Regions from separate parts of the Hordeum vulgare genome. Here all the other regions are linked to region 1. Evidence: chromatin contacts called from public Hi-C data. All regions are on one chromosome and are shown on one strand. The core of a region is the stretch at or near the end of the contact, and the rest is flanking DNA. Distances in the headings are between cores, read along the strand shown.

Region 1 (3,070 bases), core at 520-3,019:
AATAAATTCCAAAGAAAGAAATGCAGTAAAAATTAAATTCGAAAGGACATGACAAAAACGGCCGCCGCCCACTTTTTTTTGGCAGGCAAGTTTTTACATTTAAGAAACTGGCAGGCGAGCATGGGCTTATTCTTGGGGAGCAACTAGTTAGAAAACGCTCCCTCGTGAGCCTTTCAACGATCGCTCCCGCGCGCCGCCACTTGACGTGTTTCCAGCCGGCGTCACGTGTCGCGTTTTAAGCGCTTCCTTCGAATTTTGTTTTTTTATTATTTCGTACGCGTTTTCGTTTTTTTGACTGGATTTTTTCCGATGTTTTTTAGTGTTATGGTTTTTCACCGCTCTTTCGTAACTTTTGGACGATTTTTTTTCCGTGAAAAAACGTATTTTTTACGTAATTTTTTTTATGAGAGTTACGGTTTTGCTTTAGCAAAAGGCATGGTTTTGCCTTTGCGAGAGGCACAACCGTGCCTCTCGGAAAGAAAAAAAAAAGCGCTTTCATTTGTTTTGCGCGAGGAACAATTTTGCTTTTACCAAAGACACGGTTTTGCCTTTGCGAAAGGCACAGCCGTGCCTTTTGGAAAGGAAAAAACGTGTTTTCTTTTTCTTATGAGAGGCACGGTTTTGCTTCCACGAAAGGCACGGTTTTGCCTTCGCGAGAGGCAGGCCTGTGCGTCTCACGAAAGGAAAAAACGCGTTTTCTATTTTTTTTGTGAGAGGCACGGTTTTGCTTCCGCAAAAGGCACGGTTATGCCTTTGCGAGAGGCACGCCCGTGCCTCTTCCGAAAAGGAAAACAAACTCGTTTTTTCGTCTCTCTTTTTTTCCGCGAGAGGCACGGTTTTGCCTTCGCGAGAGGGACGACCCGTGCCTCTCGGAAAGGGAAAAAAGCGTGTTTTCTGTTTTTTTCTATCGCGTGAGGCACGGTTTTTTCTTTCGGTTTTTTTCTTCCGGTTTTTTCATAAAAAAAAGTTCATCGAAACCTATCAACATGGTATCTAGTTTTAAAGATCTCGACGCGAGAAAGTCAACGATGAAAACGGTTCGAGATTTGAACGCACGGTTTAGGAGATAAAACGTTTTGAAAATATGGATATACCAAAAAAGGAAAACCCTCCGGTTGCGACAAGTGGCACGCATGCAGTGCGCCACTTGTCACAACTTGTGAGTATTCGCTAACTAGTGATTTCGTTATTCTCGCAATAACAGTGAAACGTTATTTGTGCAAGCGTCGGGGCTATTTCCCTAGTAACTCCTATCTCGAAAACCCTATTTAGCGCCACAGTCATTGATTGCAGACAAAATTTGCTAACCGGCGCCTGCAGCGCTCCGCAATGGCTGGCCCATGTAAAGATCATTCATGAACCATTTGTAAACCGTGAATTGTTTTAGCCCGTGATTTTTGAAAAAAATCAATGATTTTTTTTGAAAATCAACGTTTTTTTTTTAAATTTGTGAACATTTCTGAAAATCAATGAACATAATTTAAAATACATGAACGTTTTTCAAAATCAGTGAACTGTTTTTAAAAATTGATGAACTTTTTTCAAAATTGATGATTTTTTTCGAATTCTGTAAAAAATTTGAAAATCCATGAACATGTTTCAAAAATCGTTGAAGTTTTTTTAATAATAATTAAACTTTTTTGTAAATCTGAACTTTTTCAAAAAATTTAACGACAAACGCAATTTTACATGGGCCAGCACATGAGCAGGAGCGCTGTCGGCACCGGTGTCCCTAGCCGGCGCTGAAGGCGCCGAATAGGAGATACGCTCCTATCTACCGCATTTAGTGGCAGACTGGCTGGCTATCACACAGGACAGTGTTCGCATGGGCCGACCCACGCAGGAGCATCCAGTGGTGGATAAAAAAACAGCACAATATAGCTGATTTGGCGTGAATTTGAACTCACGACTCGTGGCTACTAACCTTTAGAACTAGCTATCGAGGCAGAGACATTTTCTATTTCGCGCCACAGGAGCCTATGGTATTGGAAAAGGGCCGACGAAGGCGCTTGTGGCGCTTTTTTCTTCAAATTATATGAACTTATTTAATATCTATGAATTTTTTTGAAATGTGAGCGAATAAATTTTAAGATTGCTGAACTTTTTTGGATATCGATGATGTTTTTGAAGATTTATGAACTTTTGAAGATTTACGAACTGCTTTATAGTTCAATGAACTTTTTTTTAAACATGAATTTTTCAAAATTTAATGAATGTTTCCTAAATTGATGTACTTTTTTGAATTTCCATTGATTTTTTAAAAAATTGATGAACTTTTTCAAAAGTGATGATCCTTTTTTAAAGACATAAACGTTTTTTCAAATGGATGAAACTTTGTTATTTAAATCTGTAAAGTATTTTTGATTATCTTGTTTTTCGTAACAAATAAAATAAAAAAATACAAGACAGCAATCTACTGGGCCGGCCCAAGTTAGCAGTGCTGCAGACGACGGATCGTTAACGAGCACGTGCAGCGCTGCATAGGGCGTCCCAGCGGCACATCCTAACATTTAAAAACGAAGAAGTATTAAAATAATTGCCCAATTTTTGGATTTGTTATCAAAACGGAAATAATGTATTATTTTGTGGACAAATTATGAAAACAGGAACATTTTTTCAATTCCAAACAATTTCAAATTTTTAAATAGGGACAAAATCTGAAATCGTGAATAATTGTAGAATACGAAAGTCTTTACAATTTGTCAACCAAATTTAGAAACATGAACATTTTTTGATACGTGAATATTTTTTGTAAAATACTAATATTTTTCTAGAATTTGTGGATAAACTATCAAAACAGAAACATTGTTTTCAATGACGAACATATTTGAAATTTTGTGAACTAAATTTGGAAATGTTATTTTTTGAAATGCCGAACGTATTTTCAATTTTCTCAACCAAATTTGGAAACGTGCACTATTTTTAAACTAACAAAAGTTTGTATTAGTTTATTAAAATGGGAGTTTTTTAGAATTTTAAAAAAAATGAATCCGGGAATTTTTTTTTAAATGACAAACATATTTTCAATTTGGTGAACCATATTTAAAACGTGAACAAATTTCTAAGATCT
Region 2 (3,056 bases), core at 243-2,742, 570 kb before region 1:
TCTTCTCAAAATTTGTTCTCAATATTCAAAAAATGTTTGTTCTTTACAAATTGTTCGTGCTTTAAAATTTGTTCGGGATTTTTCAAAATTGTTCTTTGTTTCAATATTCTGTTCTCATGATTTAAAAATGTGTGTGCTTTAAAATTATTCACACTTCCAAGTTTGTTCACGATTTTCAAAATTGTTTTCGGTTATAAAATTTGTTATGAAGATTCAGAAAATGTTCATGCTTTCAAAATTTGTTCGGGTATTCCAATTTGTTCTCTATTGTAAAAAAAGTTCATGTTTTAAAAAATTCAACATTTCTCTATTTTCATATAAATATTTAAAAGAAATAAAAAACAAACCAAAAAGATAAAAAGGAAATAAAAAAATAAAAAAATAAAAAAAAGCAACCGAAAAAAAAGAACTGGGTCGACCACCCTATCTGCCCGAGGGAATCGTAGGAGCTCCCTGCAAATTCTATTTGGCGTCACATGTGTCCGTTCTGGTGTAATTTTGCAAACGGACGCTTGCAGCCCCCAGCGCTGGGCCGTCCCAACTAGCTTTCTTATCTGTGTAATACCTGCAAAACAACATAACTATCGAGTGCGTACGACAGGATTCGATCCTGCTACGGAGGGGTTTGGCAAAACACATAAAAACCACCACACCAACTTCAACTCCGTGCCAATTTCTTTCCAGTTTTGTATTATCTTTACTTTTTTCTTTTTTCATTTGCCTTAGTCGTTTTGCTTTTCCTTTTATTTTTTAATAATGCTGTGAAAAAATAACAGGATTTTCATAAAAAAAATTCAAATCAGTTGACCTTTTTAAAAAACCATTGAATTCTTTTTAAAATTCGATGAACATTTATTAAAATCATTGTAATTTTTCAAAATTCGTGAACTTTTCATGGAAATCGATGAACTTTTTGCAAAATTGGTGATTTTTTTAATTTTCCTGAACTAATTTGAATTTTGTAAACTTTTTCAAATTTTTCATGAATTTTTTCAATCTGTGCACTTTTTTCAAACTCGTGAACTTTTCTAAAATTAGTGGACTATTTCAAATTCCGTGAACTTTTTCAAATTTATGATATTTTTCTCGAATTGGTGAAATTTTTTCAACTCTTGTGATCTTTTTTCAATACTTGAACCTTTTCTTTTTGAAAAAATCATAAACTTTCCTTTTAATATATGAACTTCTAAATTTTGGACCGGTACGGCTGTAATTGTCCTTGAACGTCTCGCGGTAATATAGATCAGTATTATAAGGTGGCTCTATTGGTTAGAAAGCACCCGCAGCAACGCAGCGGCTTGAGTTCGAGTTCACCATGCAATAAAATTTTCTAGGGTTTTTTCGATGCATCTGCGTATTCATGGGCCGGCCAACCCGGATCCGTTGTCAGCGCAGGTTTGATTCGGCGGCGCTGAATAGGCGCTCCCCTGTTTAAAAGGTTCAGTTCCAAAAATGATGGAGCGGTAGCTTCTATGGAGCGCTCTTTGCGTCAAACTGTCGAGATACGGCACAGGGCTGGCGGTCCAGAGCTAAAGCTGGGCGAGTCCGTTAAAATGTAGCAGTGCTTCCGGTTTTAGAAACCTTCCAGAAATTCCCATTCGGTTTTATCGATTTTGGGAACCTTCAAGATGGTTCGTGAATTGTTTTTTTCCTTTTCTGTTTACCTTTCTTTTTATTTTTTCTTGCCTTGTTCTTTTTTTCCTATTTTTTATTTTGGAAATTACAACTATATTTCAGATTTAGTTAGTTTTCCAAAAGTAATCGTTTTCATAAAATGTCCAAGAATTTCAAATAATGCTCATGAATTTAAAAACTAATATTAAATATATTTTTATTAAACGTACCATTTTTACAAAATGTTTATGTTTTTCAAATATTTCGTAAAATTTAATAAATTGTTCAGATTTCAACTTTTTCATGTTTTTAAAAATCTTGTTTAGAAATTTCAAAATATGTTCGTTTCCCAATTTTATTTTGGAATTAGGGAAAATGGTTCATGATTTTAAAAATATGTGGAGACACGAACATATCTTGAAAATCCTACACAAAATTTAAAAAGACGAACATTTTTTGAAACTTGTGAACAATTATGAAACTGGGACATCTTTTGAAACTCCGGAAACATAAAAACGTTAACATTCTGTGCAATTAGGAATAAATTTGAAAATTGGGAACATATTTTAATGCCAAAAAGCGTTCGCAATTTGTTTTTTACAAAATAACAGCATTTTGGAAAGTTCAGAACATTTTTTGATTTTATGAACAGTTTCTGAACAGCGACAATTTTTGAAATTTAAAATATTTTTAAAGCAAGAACATTTTTCAAAATTTAAGAACAATTTTGGAACATGAGCTTAGTTTATAAAAGATAACAAATAAAATAAAAGAAAAGAAAAATTAAGGAAAACGATCAATTTCAACCGACTCATCTTTGGAGAGATAAGCCTTGCTCGCCGCATGCCACGCATTCTACATGGAACCCACCACACTGCCCATCCACCTTATCGTCTCAGCCTAGTGAGTCGCCTTCTTCCTTACGATCTGCAGAGTCCCACATCACTCTTCTCCTCTCGCCATCAAAATTCAATCAACAACCCACTTCTCACCTTCCCGAGACGGTGCCCTCTCCCCCTCAATCGACGGATCTGCTGTTGCTACAGCTGGGGCGAACTCCAGCAGCCAATGGCCAACAACACCTGCATCGACCCCCCCTCTCCCCCATACTTGAGCCCTCTCCAACGCGATCGATGGAGCTGCTGCCGCGGCGGGGAACAAACTCTAGCAACTAACGAACAGCAACACCTCTGTGGACCTGCAGCGCCACATGCTTGCCTTGTTGCTGCCGGTGTTGTAGAGTGCGGCGGTCAAGCATCATCGATACTACAGAGGGTGCACCCGGTTTTTGTAGAGAGCACCGATCTAGTGTTGCTAGTTTGCGGTGAAGCAACGCCGAAGATGTACTCAAGCATCGTCGGCACTGCAATGGTGACTGTTGCGAACGATCGACAAAGGCGCTGCAACTCCGGTCATGCTGCAATGGAGCCCTGTCTAGCCGT
Region 3 (3,133 bases), core at 432-2,931, 690 kb after region 1:
ACGATGACTCTAGTTGTATTGATAAGGAAAAACTAAACTTCTTTCCTCATGGTTGCTATAATATTTGTAAATACTTCTGGAAACGGTATTACGGTGATATGTGCACTTTCACACATCATGCCTCTCTCTCTCTCTCCCATCTCTCCCACCCTACACCACACACACACACACAATATATATTGAGAATCACACAAAAAGAAATATTTTTTAGGGATACAAAAGAAATAAATACAAATACGTAATATGTCTAGGGCATGGTGTTCTCCTAGCATGGTCCTCATAGAAGAGTTCGTGTGACTTATGTTGGGATGTGGACTAGTCGTGTCATCATTGTGACTATTATTTTTGAAATTTGATATGGACATGTGTTCTACAATAGAACCCTTGGTTTGTACTAAAAGTAATCAAATGACTTCATTACAAAATGACCAGTCAAGACACGGGACATCCAATCATAGCTCACATGAGGGTTCGCAAAAAAAGAAACCCATGTAAGAGCATGGCTATTAATTTCGCCTGCATATGAGTATAAAATACTATTTAAGTAAGCTATAAAATCCTTACTATGCTTGTTTTAACATGTGTAACAATGGCCTTGGGACCTCAATTGGTCCCGCAGAGGGTAATTGGACAGGGCGATTGAAAATGACAAACCAATATGTTGGGACTTTTGAAAAGAAATATTTACATGGGTTGGCCTTGTACCCTAAAGCAAAGTTGTTCATTTAAATGCATGAAGTTCAATTATCCACTCTAATGTATACCCATGATGTATACAATATTTCCTCATTTACTCATATAATCACATGTTTTGTGAGCTTAGTGTATAATTGAAGGAAAGAATCAGTACTACCCTTTATGTTACAAAAAGGCTGGTACTACTACTCTTAGGGAAACCAATATGTTGGAGTCGTTTTTTCCGCTCTTTATTTCTGTTTTTTTTTTTTCCTTTTTTTTGCGTATCTTTGTTTTTTTATCGTCCATAATTGATGAACAATTGAAGAAAACAGTTACATATTTTAATATTCTTGAACAGTTTTATAAATTTGTTACTTTTCTTAATTTTGTGAAAGCAAATTAATTAAAGCATGTTTTATAAAAATCGTAGCTTTTAGAAAAATGTACGGGCATATTCTTAATTTTTTTAACATTTTTTAAAGTATGTTTTCCTATTTTCATGATCTTTTTTAAAATCTGTGAAGTTTTTTTAGTTTTGCACTTTTCATAATTTTGTGAAAACAAATTAATTCAAGCATATTCTCTAAAACTAGTCGATTTATAAAAAGTACAGGCATATTCTTAATTTTTTGAACATTTTTAAAAAATATGTTTTCTTGCTTTCATGATCTTTTTTAAAATCTGTTATTTTTTTCTAGTTTTGCAAACTTTTTGTAATAAGTGAAGTTCTTTCTAATTTAGTATAATTTCTCATTTTCTAAACCAAATATTATGTTTATCTGCTAAATCAAAAATCCAGTTTTATGGAAACTAAAATCCTAATTTCTTTCGGCCGAACTCAATAGTCAATAAATATCTCCGGCCCATTTTAGGTCCCACAGGCGCATGTGTTTGCTCGCTAGTCTGCCGGCCTGCTCGGCAGACCCGAGCATGTTTAATGCGGCCCAAGTTCCACGGATCAAAAGCTGGCAAACTCTATTTAGCGCCACAGGCGCCAGTTACAGGCAAATGTTGCTAGCCGGCACCTGCAGCGCTTCGTAATTGGCCGGCCCATCTAGAGATCCTGTCTGTAGTTTAGTCTGTGATTTTTTTTTCCTAATTGATAACCTTTTTTGAAGTCAGTGAACTTTTTTGAAAATCGATATTAAAAAAAAAATTGGTTAACGTAATTTATAATTCGTGAACATTTTAAAAATCAATGAACTGTTCTTAAAAATTGATGAACTTTTTTGAAAATCGAAGATTTGTTTTCAAATTCTGTGAAATTTTTGAAAATTCACGAACATATTTTAAAAATCAGTGAATTTTTTTCATAATCATTGAACTTTTTTCACAAATCTGACTTTTTAAAATTCTATAAACTTTATTTTAAGTGTTTAATGATTAACACATTCTACATGGGCCGGCCCACGAGGAGAAGTGCGCACGCGCTAGTTCCCTTCACCGGCGCTGAAGGCGCCACATAGGACGTCCCTCAAAAAGTAGGAAAAGCACTAGAATCAACCGGGTGATTTTAAACTCATGTAAGCCTCCTCTCCCACGCGACACCTCGCATGGTCCATCCGTCGCTTTTCCACCCAACCTTATCTCCTTCCTCTGCTCACATTTCTTCCCCGTCTTTTTCCTTTCTCTTATCCCCAAGCACCGCAAGCCATGGCAGCAGCCACCGCACTGAGATGTGCTCCTGTCGCCACCATCACCGTGTTGCGTCGCCCCATCTGCTGCCACCGCCGCCGTGTCTGGAATCGCCGCCGGGTGCTTCACCACACCAAGATCCCTTGGCACCCCACGCCGTCGTGCTGCGTCGCAGCAATTCGACACTGTCGTCGCGTGCTTCGCCGCAGCACCCCGCCGCGATGCAATGAAGCATCATGCGTCGGTGGCCGTGCTGCAGGGAAGCTTCATCGGCGGCTCGGGTGCTGCGATGGAGCTTCGATGAGGCGGTTAGTGCAACGATGGAGCACCGCCGCGCGACGATGGCTCTGCAGTGAAGCTTCATTGGAGGTTGTCGGGATCAAAGTTGTCAGAATCGCGATTCTGAATCGGATCGGAGCTCTGTTGCTAGGGTCACGAATCATATAATCCTAACTATCAGGATCGTAGAAACTTAGATTCTATAAGCAAAATCGTAGAATCGTAGTGGGTAGTTTGGATCATAAGATCGTAAGATTTTGAAGACTTGAGTCACGATTCTGACAACTTTAGTCGGGGTGCTGCAATAGAACCCGTCACGCCGGTTGCACACTGCAGTGAAGCATCGCCAGCGGTCGTCGGCTGCTGCGATGGAACCTACCGCGTCGGCTACGCGCTACAGTGAAACATCGTCGGAGTCGCAATGAAGCGTCGCCCGAGCTGGTGAAGCTTCGACGGGTTTGCAATGAAGCATCGTGAACGCTGGAATGGAGCGTCGGCGGGCCGATCGAAGTTGTGCAGCGCTCCATGGAGTCGTTATATG

What was found. Hi-C and Micro-C count contacts between places; a contact is called where the count stands out from the background.
Region 2: a contact with region 1 is called in a Hi-C map of leaf, with 7 times the contacts expected there. The contact joins two enhancer-like sites. A contact is called at or near these places in 2 of 6 Hi-C or Micro-C datasets (leaf and seedling).
Region 3: a contact with region 1 is called in a Hi-C map of seedling, with 6 times the contacts expected there. The contact joins two enhancer-like sites. A contact is called at or near these places in 3 of 6 Hi-C or Micro-C datasets (leaf and seedling).

The regions. Positions count from the first base shown.
Region 1 is chr6H:399,736,485-399,739,554 of MorexV3_pseudomolecules_assembly, reverse strand. No RefSeq gene overlaps it. Among protein-coding and RNA genes, the nearest start is that of LOC123403208, 170 kb to the left of the region's middle. Within about 2 kb of position 1,769, at least 3 of the 3 cell types and tissues checked have open chromatin away from gene starts, as enhancers often do. A contact at or near this core is called in leaf and seedling, where this site is marked.
Region 2 is chr6H:400,301,362-400,304,417 of MorexV3_pseudomolecules_assembly, reverse strand. No RefSeq gene overlaps it. Among protein-coding and RNA genes, the nearest start is that of LOC123401776, 87 kb to the left of the region's middle. Within about 2 kb of position 1,492, at least 2 of the 3 cell types and tissues checked have open chromatin away from gene starts, as enhancers often do. A contact at or near this core is called in leaf, where this site is marked.
Region 3 is chr6H:399,044,784-399,047,916 of MorexV3_pseudomolecules_assembly, reverse strand. No RefSeq gene overlaps it. Among protein-coding and RNA genes, the nearest start is that of LOC123406045, 100 kb to the right of the region's middle. Within about 2 kb of position 1,681, at least 3 of the 3 cell types and tissues checked have open chromatin away from gene starts, as enhancers often do. A contact at or near this core is called in leaf and seedling, where this site is marked.